Linked DNA regions of Sus scrofa: region 2 is linked to region 1. The links are chromatin contacts, called in public HiChIP or PLAC-seq maps. All regions are on one chromosome and are shown on one strand. The core of a region is the stretch at or near the end of the contact, and the rest is flanking DNA. Distances in the headings are between cores, read along the strand shown.

Region 1 (3,023 bases), core at 395-2,894:
TTTAAAGGTGAAGGGAGACATTAACTTTATCTTGAAGAAAGGCAACTTTTGGCAGAGGTGGGGAGTCACAATCACACTTATAAGGAAAAATATCTTGATGGTATTATTGGGGTGGGGGTGGGGACGGGAGATGGGATGGATGGATGGTTTAGAGAGGGGAGATTCCAGTAGGAAGATCAGTTAGCAGAGTGCCAATCATTCAAGTGGGCACAGATGAAAGCCTAAACATGGGCAGTGACAAGGAAAGACATTTCAGATTCAACTTCACAAACCCTCTTGATCCTTTAGAAGTAGAGCATAAAAAGGAGGAGCTGGAGAGTCCAAGGTTTCTAGCTTGGGTAATTGGAAGACAATGATGCTGTTAAGATAAAGAAGGAAAACAAGAGGAAGGGTACAGAATTCCCGTGATGAAAAAAAAAAAATGAAAAGCAGAGTCAAAAAGAGATATTTGTATCCCCATGTTCATAGCAGCATCTTCCTCAAGAGTCAAAAAGTGGAAATAACCCAAGTGTCCATCAATGGATGAATAGATAAGCAATACCAGGTCTATCCATACCACAGAGGATGACCCAGATTGCAGCTTTCTGAAGTGCATTTTCTATCCTATGAGAAGGATCATGCACAATAAATGTTTTATCTTACAGGATAGACATTGCCTGGAGCATCATGTAGAGAAGGAATCTTGAGTAATGCTTAGGCTTAGTGGGAAAGAACATAGCAATCTATTAGCAATACCCATCCTCTGTGGTGGGAGTGGGGAATACTTTGTCTAAGTTGCTCTTTTCCAGATTAGATGCTTTCTGAGGTACTGTTAAAATTCTAAATTTCTGTGGTAATCAAAGCCTAGTTTGTCATACATATCAACTCTTGTTAAAAAAAAAAAAGGGGGGAGAGAAATGACTTCTCATGATTTTAAAGCCCAGTTTTCCATTGCCAGTATGTATAAAATGAGGCTGAATGTCAGGCACTTCAAAGGGAATGAATGAAGAAAAATTATGTGCATTCAACAGGAGAAACGACAGGGAATCACCACATACCTTTAACTCAGCTGTTTCCTAATACAAGCACTGGGTGTGTTTTGGTGTGTGTGTGTATTTAGTTGTTTGAGAGTTTAGATAAATGTTCTAATGGGAGTATGGTGAAAATATGTGAAGGAAATGGAAAGTAATTGCTTTTTTACCAAAATGGGGGGGGGGATTATTTCAGTTTCTCCAGTCAAGAACTTTGACTATAGAAGCCACCGGCAGGGAATATAAAAAGCAAGTGCTGAGTTGGATTATTCATTGAGGAGAATTCATATTAATAAAGTTTAGATGAGACCCCTCACTGTTCTATATAAGGAACTATTGCAAAAAAATCCTTTATTTTATAAATATTCATTTTTCTAGAAATTTACTGTTCTTAGTCTTGAAAAAGATGTATGTCAATACTTTTTGGAAAATACCATTATAATTTAAATACCTATTGGAAATAATTTTAAAACAATTTTGCTTTGTGGAATTCTAGAGCTGTAGTCTTTTATATTTCTTCTAACATATTTATTGCATTTATTGTGAAATTTACACAAATCACTTCATCTCTGTGTCAGAACATAACAACCTGGGCGAGGACAGTATTTCATCACTGTACTGCCGTCACTATGTGTAGTGCCTCTCTCTAGTCCCCTCTGACTTTTCTTCTCATCCACTGACGTTTTTAAGGGTCAGCTTTCATAATCCCTCTGATGAAATGCCACCTTCAAACAAATTTTACTGCTCTGCCTTAAGCAACTGTTATCACTTCCCTTTGCATTTTCAGCTCACTTTCTTTTCCCCTCTCTCAGTACTGATTTTAAGGTGGAAATTGTGTTTTATGGGACAGAATGCAGAATCTCAGCTCTATCACTTACTGTTTGTGATATCTGGAGCACATATTAACCTCTCTCTTGTCTTAGCTTCCTCATCTTTAAAATAAGAATAGGTGTTCTCTGGTGGCTCAGCAGGTTTAGGACCTGGCATTGTCACTGCTGTGGCAAAGGTTTGATCCCTGGCCAGAGAACTTCTGCATGCCACGGGCATGGCCAAAATGAAAAAATAAAATAAAATAGGGATAAAAATAGTTGCTTGATTACATACTTGTGATGATACAATGAGATTGTATGTAAAGTACTTATAACAGTGCCAGCCCATAGTGAATACTGAATAAATAATAGCTGGTAAAGCAGCACCTGACAGTTCCTGGCCTATAGGTATTTGTGTTGACTTGAATAGTAATGATAAAATTGAGTAAATGATGAGTTAATTTTGCTCTGATTCCAATAAGAACAAAGGGAGTTAGAAAAAGATCAGGATAGGATGGCTTTGATTGAATAAGCATTTGTTGCATTTTGCTTTGTGCCAGACATGGGGGATACAGCATGAAACAAGATAGACACTATCAGGGGAAAGAAGAGATGTTGGTCAAAGAGTTCAAACTGCCAGTTAAAAGATGAATAAGTTCTGAAGATCAAAATGTACAGCATGGTGATTATAACTAATAATACCATATTATATGTAGTGACCATATTAGTTACTAAGAGAGTAGATCTAAAATGTTCTTACTACAAAAAAAAGAGTGATAATTATGTGAGGTGATGTACCCGTTAGCTAATGCTATCATGGTCATCATTTCAATATATAAGTGTATCAAATCAACACATTGTATACCTTAAACTTAATGTTATATGTCAATCATATCTCAACAAAGCTAGGGGAGGGGAGACAATATTCCCATTGTAAAACAAAAGAAGTGAAGAGCAAAGGAAAATAATAAAAAATTGTGGCACTGCTGGAAAGAAACAAAAGAACTGAAATTGGGGGAAATAAAGGTGGGAACATACTTCAGATAAATAGGAAAGGTGTTGAGGGAGTCGGGTTTAAGTAAAGACCAAAACATGATGAGGAGTCAGCCAAGGAGCAGAGTCGGGGGTGCGGGAAAGGAAAAAACCAGATGGAGGCTGCAGGGGGAGCCAGAGCTTAGAGTGTTGGAGAAGCTGAATGCAGCAT
Region 2 (3,141 bases), core at 586-3,085, 550 kb after region 1:
TTTTGTTCAAGGAAAGCCCGTGAACTAATTTTAGCAGCCCTGGGGCCTGTGCAAAAGCAAAGACTAGCCAATGTGAGAGCTGTTAATAATTCGGAAGGGCAAGTCAGTATTTCTGACAAGCCCTCATTCTTCAGCTCTGAGCTCTGGGAGTGTATAATTCATTCTTCTGTTCTTTGTAAAGTAGATGTTTCAGCAGAGAGGCCCTCTTTTTCTCAGTGTCTTCCTCTGCCCATCATAAGGCTGACACAATGAGCAAGATTTATGCTGTACCTGTCAGCACATAGGTAAGACCAGAAGAGTCCTCTGTCTACTGTGACGACACAACGGATGTTAGCCTAGTGAAGAGATGAACCATCAAAGGAACAGGGAGACACAGAAGCCACTCTGACATCAAAGATGACACACCCACTTCCCTTAGGGCATAAGTAGCCCATCAACTCTAACCATGCATTTCACCCCCATTGCCTTTCTAAAAAGGCTCTTCCAGGAAGCAGCATTGATTTTGAATTCTTTTCCCTTGCCCACTTTCTATTTCCCATGCACATGGCCTAGGTGTGGTAGACAAGAGAAGAATTTGAGGTCTGGAATCTCATCAGTCAACACTAGAATAACTCAGAAAAAGTCCTATGTATTTTACTTTGCAGGTAATTCTTCTAAGATGGTCAGAATATTTGATAAGCCCTCTGAGACTGGACACTGTATATGGGGCAGTACAGTGCCTGTGAAAAAGCTTTAACATAAACACTGTAGAAACGTGGGTCGTCGGGGTATCAATCCTACCTTTATTAGGAATGAGAGAATGAGTTGCATGTTTTGCCTGGACTTTTCAGAGTTTATAAAACCCTAGAGGTTCTATTTCATATGTGGTGGATTGATCTTGATCAAGATGGGATTTGGGGGGCTGAAAGTTTCTCCCTTTAGTTGCCAAAGCTTAGTAGTTTGTCCTTTGCACGGAATTCAGTGGGAGCTCCAAGTGAAGCATCCCCTAGATGAGCTGTGCACTGCCCACACACCTGATTGCCTCTCTTTCTTGAAATCATGGGCAGAATTGGTGGAAAGAGAGGGGGGCATGCCTTTTGCAGGGACCCTGTTGTCACAATTGTGACTTGACTTTGCCTCTCTTCTTGTCTTATATCACCATGGGCCCCTCTTGCCTGTCACCTTCTGCTCTCACCCAGCCCCTCCAGAGTGGGACCTTGTTTGTGTAGATCTGCCTGTGTATGTTAGTATTAATTAGTGCTTGCAAAGTTAACCAAGATGATTTTAAAGATTTGCATTCCCTGATCTCCTGAACCTGGATTCCAGGTTTCAGTGAGGAACATCGGGCATGTGTGTAACTCTGATTCACATGGAAGCAGTGCAGGAAGCACTCGCTGTACGTGCCAGCTTTTGCCCTCGCGCCCCCCCAGGAAGTCATACATAGACTCAGAGCTCTGCGTCTCCCCATTGTCTAGTGGTACCTCTGGGCCTCAGAGACAGAGATGAATAGGCGTCCTTTTCTCCCTAATGTCAACTGTGCCTCCAGATTTTTTTTACATTATTTTTAATTTAATTACACTTTAATTGATTTTAGTTTAATTTTTAATTATTAAAATATAGTTGATTTACAATGTTGTGTCAATTTCTACTGTCCAGCTAAGTGGCCCAGTCATATATATTCTTTTCCTCATACTCTCTTCCATCATGTTCTGTCCTGAAAGATTGGATATAGTTCCCTGTGCTGTGCAGCAGGACCTCGTTGATTATAATGCCACTTGTAGCAACGTGGATGCAACTAGAGCTTATCTTACAAAGTGAAGCAACTCAGAAAGAGGAAGACAGATACCATGCCTCCAGTTTTGCCAGCTTCCGGCTTTCTCTCTTCCGCTTTCTAACTCACTTGACTCTCCGTGTTGGTCCAGCATAGTTTGAGTTACAGCATTTGGCACTGACTCCACAGATCAGGGAGTCCCTGTGGAAAAGACGGGTGGGCTAGATTCTTTCCCATGGCCTGCACCTGCTGGGCCTGACTCCATTTTCTGTGGGTGCTTTGGAGAGCACCTGGTCCCAACATGATGCCTACTGCGTGCTGGATGGTGGGCTCCCCCAGACCAGGAGGGTGCTGTTGTCAGCTCCAGAGTACACAGGAGGAAAATAAAGTTCTTTGAGGTCCCATGGCTAGCAAGTAGGGAATCAAAGGAGCGTGACTCCCTATTCTGTGCTCCTCACCTTTCAAGCCTACTGTTCTCCAGTGGAGATTTAACGATCATTGCATATAATAGCAATAGGTGGTGGAACTGAAAATTCAAATAGAGTATGCCCAGTTATACCTGAACTGGAATTTCTGTTTAATTCCCTGGACTAAGTCAAACGTGGTGGGGATGGGAAAGGAGACAGGGGAAGAAGCTGGAAATGTGGATGGAAAAAGATGGTGTAGGCAGAACAGTATTTGGAGATGAAGAAAGTATAAAACACGTGACTAAAGGTGGTAACTGTAACAGACAGTCTGGCCAGTAGAGCGTGGGAGTATTCTGTCTGTCCTGCTTCTTTGAAATATTCTGATACCCAGACAGAGGACGTGGTGGAAGAAGTGACACAATTCTCATAACTGTTCAATGATGACCCATCTGATACTGTGAAGGATGAAAGCTCATGAAAGAATCATGAGGCACACATACATACTTTATTCAGTTTCATGAAGATAACAGTTCATCCTTTGAGTCCTAAGCCTACTTATTAAGTTAGGAGTTGGTAAAATGCAGCAGATTTAACTTATTTTAGCACATTCAGCTGCATTTGTTAAAACGTTAACAAATTTTTAATTTTTAATTTGTTAAGACGTTTTAATTTGTTAAGACTGTTTTAATTTGTTAAGACATTCAACCTGGGTGGCTTTTTAGCTGGGTTTGTTTTTTACTGAAATAAAATCCCTGGCACATGATAATGGAAAAAAAAAAAAATCCAGAATTTCATCATATGTCGTGTACTGTTTTCTACCCTGGAGAATCTTGAGTACTTTGGAAATAATAAGTCTGTTTCCACAATTTCCTACTCTCCACTAGGTTCTTGGGACGCCCAATGAGGACACATGGCCTGGAGTTCATTCTTTACCACATTTTAAGCCAGGTATGTTTCACTAATTACAAATGACTAAGTGCTTCC

What was found. HiChIP or PLAC-seq counts read pairs in DNA pulled down with a chosen protein or histone mark.
Region 2: an H3K27ac HiChIP or PLAC-seq map of alveolar macrophages shows a contact between it and region 1. The contact joins two enhancer-like sites. A contact is called at or near these places in 2 of 47 Hi-C or Micro-C datasets (embryonic fibroblasts and epiblast stem cells) and 1 of 2 datasets of contacts at active chromatin or transcription factors (alveolar macrophages).

What each region holds. Positions count from the first base shown.
Region 1 is chr9:70,588,792-70,591,814 of Sscrofa11.1, forward strand. The region is part of intron 6 of LOC110262229 (pituitary tumor-transforming gene 1 protein-interacting protein); the gene reads left to right. Among named protein-coding and RNA genes, the nearest start is that of CDK14, 88 kb to the right of the region's middle. Within about 2 kb of position 1,645, at least 2 of the 83 cell types and tissues checked have an H3K27ac peak or open chromatin away from gene starts, as enhancers often do. A contact at or near this core is called in alveolar macrophages, where this site is marked.
Region 2 is chr9:71,133,691-71,136,831 of Sscrofa11.1, forward strand. It overlaps CDK14 (cyclin-dependent kinase 14), which reads left to right. Exons shown (of 15, transcript XM_021102362.1): 11 at 3,042-3,105. Among named protein-coding and RNA genes, the nearest start is that of FZD1, 210 kb to the right of the region's middle. Within about 2 kb of position 1,836, at least 5 of the 83 cell types and tissues checked have an H3K27ac peak or open chromatin away from gene starts, as enhancers often do. A contact at or near this core is called in alveolar macrophages, where this site is marked.